Linked DNA regions of Mus musculus: region 1 is linked to region 2. Evidence: chromatin contacts called from public Hi-C data. All regions are on one chromosome and are shown on one strand. Each heading gives the region's core, a stretch centred on a gene start, on an enhancer-like site or on the middle of the called end of the contact. The rest is flanking DNA. Distances are from core to core; before and after follow the strand shown. Region 1 holds the start of Acot9 (acyl-CoA thioesterase 9). Region 2 holds the start of Fam120c (family with sequence similarity 120, member C).

Region 1 (3,920 bases), core at 490-2,989, 3.9 Mb before region 2:
CCTTGTTCAACTGACAGCAAGGGTCCTAGAAAAAGTAAAGGCAGACCAAGGACAGAATTAGTGAGACCCATGTCAAAGTCAGGCTCACCAATAGTGGGATGGCTTCTGAATCCAAAGCAAGTGCCATTCTCTTGGAACCAGGCAAGCTGGAAAAAACAAAACAAAACAAAACAAAACAAAAACAAAAAAAACAACAACAAAAAAAAACCTTGCATACTGTGGGACAGCCAGACATGACTGGCAGCCTAAAGACCATGCTCCTTAACTGTGCCAGTTGGAAATTAGATCTACCAAAATGGCCTATGTGGTCCAAGGGTGCACTTTCATTACAAGGCCTTGCTGCTTATCAAAGGCATGTTCTAAACTGGGCACGAGAAAATACATCTGTAAATCCCAGCACTAGAAAAGTTGAAACCTGACAGACTTGACATGGGTCCGAGGCCTGCTAGTATTACCTGGTTTCTTGGCTAGAGATCTCAAAGCAATAAATAAATATACAGATAAGAGCTGGAAGTGGTGGCTCAAGCTCTTCAGGCCAGCACTGGAGAAGCATAGGACGGTAGATATATGGTGAGTTCGAGGCCAGTCTGGTTGATGATATAGATAAAGAAAGAGATAGATATCGATATATATAGATAGCCAACTTTAGGCCAGCCAAGGTTACACAGTAAATTCTATCTCAAAAACAAACAGGATGTTGATATGTGTTTAATCCCAGCACTGGGGAGGCAGAGGCAGGCAGATCTCTGATTTTGAGATGAGTTGGGTCTACATACAGTGAATTCCAGGAGAGCCAAAGATTCACAGAGAAACCCTGTCTCAGAAAAAAAAAAAAAAGAGTAAATTAACAAACAAGGGGTTGGAGAGTTGGCTCAGTGGTTAAGAGCACTTGTTGCAAAAAGACCTGATTCCCAGCACCCAGATGGAGGCTCACCACCTTCTCAAGCACCAGGCAGGCATGTGGGACACAGACACACATGCAAGAGAAATGTTCATACATAAAATAATAAAAAATAGATCTAAATAAAATTAAACCAAACAGATGAATCAGCTTAAGAGAGCCAAATGGTCTCTACAGTCTTTACAAGTATGATAACATACTTAAGACAGATTCCAAGTGTGTCATGCACTTAACCCCCAAAATGTTTTTTTTTTTTTTAAGAGAAAAGTGCTCGCAAGGCAAGGCAGAACTGAAAGTACTGGCTTTTGAAAAAAGGGGCTACACCAAGATTCCAGCCACACCCCTGGTGAGCAAAAGGATAGGAATTTCAAGGGAACACCCAACGTCTTCCCTTTTAAAAGTGTCAGCTGTCGCTAAAGTAGGGTGGTGGCATTTTTCCAGGGTAGGCCGGAGGACGGGGTCTGGCACTGGGTGCCTTTTCCTCCCAAGCCAAATATCCACCACCCCCATCCCACCCGCGGCTTCTTCCGCCCCGCTAGGCTCCGAGCCTCAAAGGGGAAGGCGTGGGCACTCCGGGGCAGCGCCCTTCCACGCCCTGCCACCTACCGTATCGCTGCCCGCTTCATGGCACTCCACTGCCTACCCACGGGTGGACAACCAAGGTCCTCCCGGGTAGAGACAAACCGGTAGCAGAAGAGCGTGAGCGTGAGGACACCTCCAAACACCGGCAACCGCGCCGGACTGAATCTTGGTTCCCACCTTCTAGGTGACGCCACAAGAGGGCCCGGGATAGGGAGGGCCTCACTGCAGGAAGGGCGGGGCTGCGCTGCCCGGGGTAGGGCTGTGCCGCCAGGGGGCGGGACTTCTGCGTAGAGAATGGCGGGTCCTGCTATTTGATTGGTCTGCAGCTGGAGACTGGAGACCGAGACAATGGAATTTCCCACTCAATCAGCTAGGTGGGGTCGGAGACTTATTTATAAGCAGGGCTCTTCCCTCCATTGTTAAGTAAATGAACCACTCAGCAAAGCACCTCGTTCCTCCACCTTGGTAGAACTCTTTTATTTTTGACACTTGAACCTTTACTCCCAGTCTGTAGTTCTTGCCCTTGGCATCATATGAGCAGCTTTTCAAAATATGGGTACCCTGCTTATTTTCCCAGAAGTAGGAAGACTGAGGCAAGAGAATTGCTACCACTTAGAGGCCAACCAGGGCTGAAGTGAGGTTTAGGCCGTAAGAAATAGTGTCCCTGTTTTTATTTGACGTTTTGGTTTTTAAAAAGATGAAGCTTAGTAAGAAAAATTAAGTTGAAGAGAATTTCAAGGGAGGCCCATTCTTGTTATCCAAGCAACCCAGGAAGCTGAGTCTGGGAGATCACAAATTCAAGACCTGCCTGATTACAAAGTTCTAGGCCAACCTGTGCAGTTTACTGCGCTCCAATCTCAAAATGAAAGGTTAAAAAAAAAAAGGATTGAGGGATAGAGCTAAGTGGCAGAGTGTGTATGCCTAGCATGCCAGAGTCCCTGGGTTCAAGTCCCAATTCCAAAAAAGGAGAAAAAGGACAGAAGAAAGGAAGTTTTCAGAATTAGGCATGATGGCACATTCCTAGACTCATCAATTATGAGAAGGTCTAATTTACCTCCGAGGAATTCCCTCACTCAGACACATGGCCAGGTGCTGAGTCACAATCTACTAATTATACAAGTTTACTTAAGTGACCCTTCATGAGACTCCAAAGCATTTTCTTAGAAAATAAGTCCTGAGCAATGAACCCCATAGACTCCACTGAAGATAATATCTAAAGTGAGAAATGTCTCACTACTTAGCTAATATTAGTTCTAAAGTCAGGAAAGCCCTATTAAAATCAGCCACCTAGCATTCATGTGTGTCTCTAGCTTAGTCCTTTAACCAGGCTAGAAAGATTAGTTAGCACACTTGTTCTTGCAGGGGAGCAGGGTTCCGTTCCCAGTACCCATGTGCCAGCTCCAACCACTTTCAGGAGGATCAGTTGGCCTCCTCTGGCCTCTGCAGGTACCAGGCCATACACATAGTATACATACATACATACATGCAAGCAAGCAAAGACTAATACACATAAAAATAAATGTGTTGTATTATTCTTTTAATGTCTTAGCAACCCCTATGTCTCATCGTTGTTCTTGTTGCCATTGTAAGACATTTAAGATGTATCACCGTTTGGAAAGCATGGATAGAAGGCAAAGTAAGTCACAAAGCCAGATAGAAAACATGTAACTGTGGAGAAAACATGCAACAATTATGCCATGATGAAATTCACTGTCCTTACACAAGTGATCTGCCAACTCACCATTTTCTTACTTGTGTTCCACATATAATGAAAAATGTAAAATGCCTAATGATAGATTAACGAATGCATTTTCACTGTCTTCACTACAAGTAGAACATTGAACTAGCTAAATGTTATACTATGTTACAGTTCACCCATGAAGTATGAATGAAAAGTATTAATAAACATAATCCCTTCTGCTAATAGAGATTCTGGATATCTGATTTAAATAAAGAATTTTCCTGGGAGTTTATGTCATCGGCTTTCAAGCTAATTTATGCTATGGTTTCATAGACTAGAGAAACTGTGTTTCTAAAATTGGCTCATTTCCTGTATTATATAGCTAACTCAAAAGTATCTAAATAAGCCGGATGTGATGGCACATTCCTGAAATACAAGGTTCCTGGAGACTGAGGCAAGAGATTCAGTCATTCTGAAGCTACCCTGGGCTTTGTAATGAATTCAAAGCCAGCCTCCACAAAACAGTAAGACTCTTTCTCAAAATAAACTAAAGGGGCGGGGCATGTTTCTGAGATGTTAGCACAGTGGTAGTATTCGCCCAACATGTGTAACATCCTGTGTTTGAGTCCTAATGCCAAAAAGTGGGAAAAGGATCCAGAGTAAATTAGGAGACTAAGTTAGTTTTCTATTGCTCCTGTGAAGAACCATTTCAGTGAAACCACCTTAGAAGTAGATCTGAAGGACTTTCTGAAATGA
Region 2 (4,131 bases), core at 572-3,071:
TTCCCACCTAACCCTGTAACGCTTTTCTTTTCCTTCTTCCTGCCTACCTCCTTACTTCTCAAGCCTTGCTATTCTCTACACGTAGGAACTTGAAACCTAAGAGTATGGGAAAGCAACAGCGTAATAGCAGTGGTGCCAAGACCCGGGGATGCTGCCAAGCTTTTCCCCAGGCTCCATATGCAGTGGCTCAACTACTCAGAGGCTGGCCTTCGGTTTAAACCCATGGAGCCTCATGAACTTGGTATTTCTTTTTGCCTCTGCCCGATTGCTTCAACCTCTTTAATTAAACAACCTCCTCCAAAACCTGTGAACCATTCAGATCTAGCCCATTCTCCAAGTCTATCTTTTTCAGGAAGTTTCCCAGGACCATTTTAACCCACAGATTATCACCCCACCCACCTACCCAAACTGGCAACTTACATACCAGAAAACAGAATCACCATGCATATTTACACCAGCAAGTAAATGCTGCGCATTTGATCTTTCAAAGCCAAGAATGGCGTCTTGGGGTTTTTGAGAGCCCCTCCCCGCACCCCCAACCGTCTTTGAAACCCCCTACTGAGCGTGTTCATCTTCCTGAATAGTGACTCAATCAGTGAATTGTTTGGGCTAAGGCATGCCAAGATAAAAGCATGTTGAAATGAAAAGGGCTCAATGGATGGGGAAAAAAGAAGTACTAGGTGTCAAATGGGGGAAAATTATAGAACAAAGGTGTTCGACTAACATCTGTTTTATTTGCCATGGGGTTGAAAACAGATATAGGGGAGGGAATGTCAACTGGAAAATGAAGAAAAAACATATTTCAGTTTGAGGGGGATGATAGCAAGAGAAACATGAAGCCCGGAGGAATTTTGAGTCAATTCTGCTAGAACCAACAGGTAGGCCAATTGTGTGAGTAAAGGGGGTTACGGGGATGGCATGGCTAGAGATACAATCATGTAGGTAAGGGAATTAATAGGCCATATGACGGGGGCACGAGGGGATAAAATGGTCGCCAGTAAGTTAGCTGACTGAGTGGGTGGCAGGTAGGTCGGTGAATGGTTAGGTGTTTAGTCTGGAAGGAACAGGTGTGGGGCATTTCATTTAAAAATCTAACCCCTCCCTCACCTTGACCCGGAAGCGGATGAGTGCTAGCCTCACGCAGTGGCTCAGACAGGCAGGTGGCAGGAACCAGGCCCGCGGTGGAGGGGTGCCCTTGTTGCCCACGTGTCCCACGATCAGTTGCGCAGTCTGCCGCTCCGCCTGGCACCGACGGCCCCACTCGGCCAGTCGGTCCTTCCCCAGGCCCCCAGGGAACATGACCACCAGCTCCAGGCCGTCTCCGCCCGGATAGGCACAAGCCTGGCACAGCGCTGACAAGTAGCCCAGCATGGCATTCCACTGGCCGCCACAAACCCAATCCGTCTGGTAGCCACCATAGAGCCGCGGCAGCGCCGAGCCCGCGTCTACCAATACCCGAGCCCCAGGCAGCGGAGGGGGCGGCGGCGGATGCAGCCCTGGCGGCGCTTGGCCATGGTGGTGGAAATGGTGAGCAGGGTGATGGTGCCGAGACGGCCCCGCGCCCCCGGAGTAAGCACCAAAGGCAGCGGGCGGGAGCGGCGGCGGCGGCAGAGGAGCAGAGCCCCTGGTGATGCGTGGAGCCCCTGGCGCTAGGGCTGCTGGCGGCAGCTGGCGGTGCAGGTGCTGCTGCTGCTGCTGGCGCGAGACGGTGCGCGCGAGTTTGAGGAGGTCCACAGGCACCACAGCCCCGGGACAGCGCTTCTCCAGGAACTCTTGGAAGCCCTGGACGCCCATGCTTCCTCCGTGGGTAGAAGGAACAGCGGCTGCGCAAGCGGGCCAGTCGGCGATCCCCGCGCGAAGCTGGAGGCGGGCGCGTGCGCACTCCGCGGGGGGTAGGGGCGAGGGGGGCGGAGAGAGGGTTTGAGAACGGGAGGGGCGAGGGAACGTGGGCGGGGAGGGGAGGAGACCACAGACTGGGTGCGGGTGGAGAGCAGAGGTGAGGCTGACCAGACTCAGAAGAGGCTGGGAAGATAAAAGCGATGACAAAGTCGTAGTCACTCCTCTTTTCCCGTTCCCCTCCGCTGCTCTTCTTCACTGCTTCAAAGGGGGTGAAGCCTCTGCCTTCCACCTCCGGGAGCCATGTTGCCTCGTCTTCTCTGTGATACTCGCTTTCTAGCTGGGGGAGGGGTACAGGGGCGGGGCGGATGAGCATCCTGGGAGTTGTAGTCTTTTCCCGGATGGCCTCAGGATGCAGTCTTAGAACCAGAGGATCACACCTGTCAGGCCTTGATGCTCATAGTGTCAGAAGAAGCGGGCCAAGAAAATGTGTGTATAGGATTTGTACCAGAACTCCTAGTATCCAACCGAGTTGCCTCAGGATATTATACCACCATGCCCAGGGAAAGAAATGGAGATGATGCATCATGGGAAAGGAAGTACTGTGGATTAGTAGAATTTGGCTAAAGTGAGCTAAAGTTCCCTGAAAGGGAGAAATTTCCCTTCCATTGAAAAGATGATATGCACAACTTTTAACGAAAGGAGAAGAACACATATGATACATAAAAACCGCTAACATCTACTGTCATACTTTGAAGAGTTATCCACCTTACAAATGGTAAAACATTTACTTAAGACAATGAATGCATAGACAAAATGAAATTGCCTATAATTTGCCTCAGGATCTCTGGTCAGGGAGATTAAACACCCACTCAAATTCAACTACAACTTGGACCTTATTGGTACTCACTAAGCTATGCCATATGGTTAGGGGATTTTTTTTGTTTTCCAACCTACTAAATGTGTCCATGTGGGAACAATTCAAAATAGCTGCAAAGGTTCTAATTTGATCACAGTCTTTTGAAAAGTACATTTCAGCATGCTTCTCCAATGAAATCCATGTAGAGTCTGTCTTCTGTCAAGTTTTAGGGCCCATTACTTCAGCCAGACTACAGCAGAAAACAAGATCTGCATGCAGAGTAGTTGTATCTATCTGGCTTGGAATTTACAGAACATAAAAGAGCAGAACCCCAGGAATGACATCAGAATGGTTTGATAGGATGAAACCAAAAACAGGTTGCAAATTCCAAACCGGGTTTGTCATAAGAGTAGTAGATCCAGAATAGCAGGGATGGGAGACAACATGAAAGGCAAGGGAGAGGGAGGTGGGGGGTGTATAGGGGACTTTCGGGATAGTATTTGAAATGTAAATGAAGAAAATAGCTAATAAAAATTGTTTTTGAAAAAAAAGGGAAAGGCAATAGCTTGAAGGCATGAAAGATGAAGAGAATAGATGTTTTTAGTAAACTGTGCTTACTAGAGAGTTTGTCCAGCATCCCTTTCCTAAAAATTAGCCTTCTCATTGTTAACTTGATAAGATTACTGCAAAAACTGTTGTCTTAGGCATGATGGTATGTGCCTGCAATCTTAGTACTCAGGAAGTTGACATGGGACAGTCACCTTAAGTTCTAGGCCAGCCTAGGCTACCCAGTGATTTCAAAGAACCAAGGAAGTAAATAAATCCTATCATGTTCACATTTGCTTGTAATGCCATATTTTAACTGAGTGTGTTGGCTTACATCTATAAACCCAGCATTCAGAAGGTCAAGGCAGGAGGATTGCCACAACTTTGAAATTATTATTTTCCAGGTCAGCCTGAGATAAGAACTAAACAAAACAAACAGTAAAGAAAAAAATTAAGTCCCAACAACAACAAAAATAATTGGATCATAAGCCACTTAATGAAACTGTTAGCCACAAGTGAGATACCTTTAGATGAAAACCCTTTATTATTCTACCTTCAAATCATCCTTTCTGGGTCGGTGAGATGGCTCTCTGGTTAAAATGCTTGCTTTGCAAGCATGAGGACCTGGATTCAATTCTCAAAGACCACACCAAAAAGCCAGGCTCAATGTAGTGCATTTGTAATCCCAGGGCTGGGGAAGTAGAGCCAAGTGGATTTCTGGGACCCAGTGGCCAAGCAACCTAGTCTAATTGGTGAGTTCCAGGCCAATAAGAGACAATGCCTTAAAAACTGAGGTGGAAGATTCCTGAAGAATGATATGCAAATTTTGTCCCCTGGCTTTCATGGGCATACATATGAGCACACCAAGACACACAAGTGTACCTGTGCAC

What was found. A called contact is a pair of places that touch in the nucleus more often than the background predicts.
Region 1: a contact with region 2 is called in a Hi-C map of CD4 T cells, with 7 times the contacts expected there. The contact joins the promoter of Acot9 here to the promoter of Fam120c in region 2. A contact is called at or near these places in 1 of 39 promoter capture datasets (second pharyngeal arch cranial neural crest) and 1 of 484 Hi-C or Micro-C datasets (CD4 T cells).

The regions. Positions count from the first base shown.
Region 1 is chrX:155,260,262-155,264,181 of GRCm38.p6, reverse strand. Acot9 (acyl-CoA thioesterase 9) reads right to left here and starts at 1,739. Exons shown (of 15, transcript NM_019736.4): 1 at 1,508-1,739. The coding sequence starts at 1,527.
Region 2 is chrX:151,341,913-151,346,043 of GRCm38.p6, reverse strand. Fam120c (family with sequence similarity 120, member C) reads right to left here and starts at 1,821. Exons shown (of 16, transcript NM_198105.2): 1 at 1,108-1,821. The coding sequence starts at 1,794.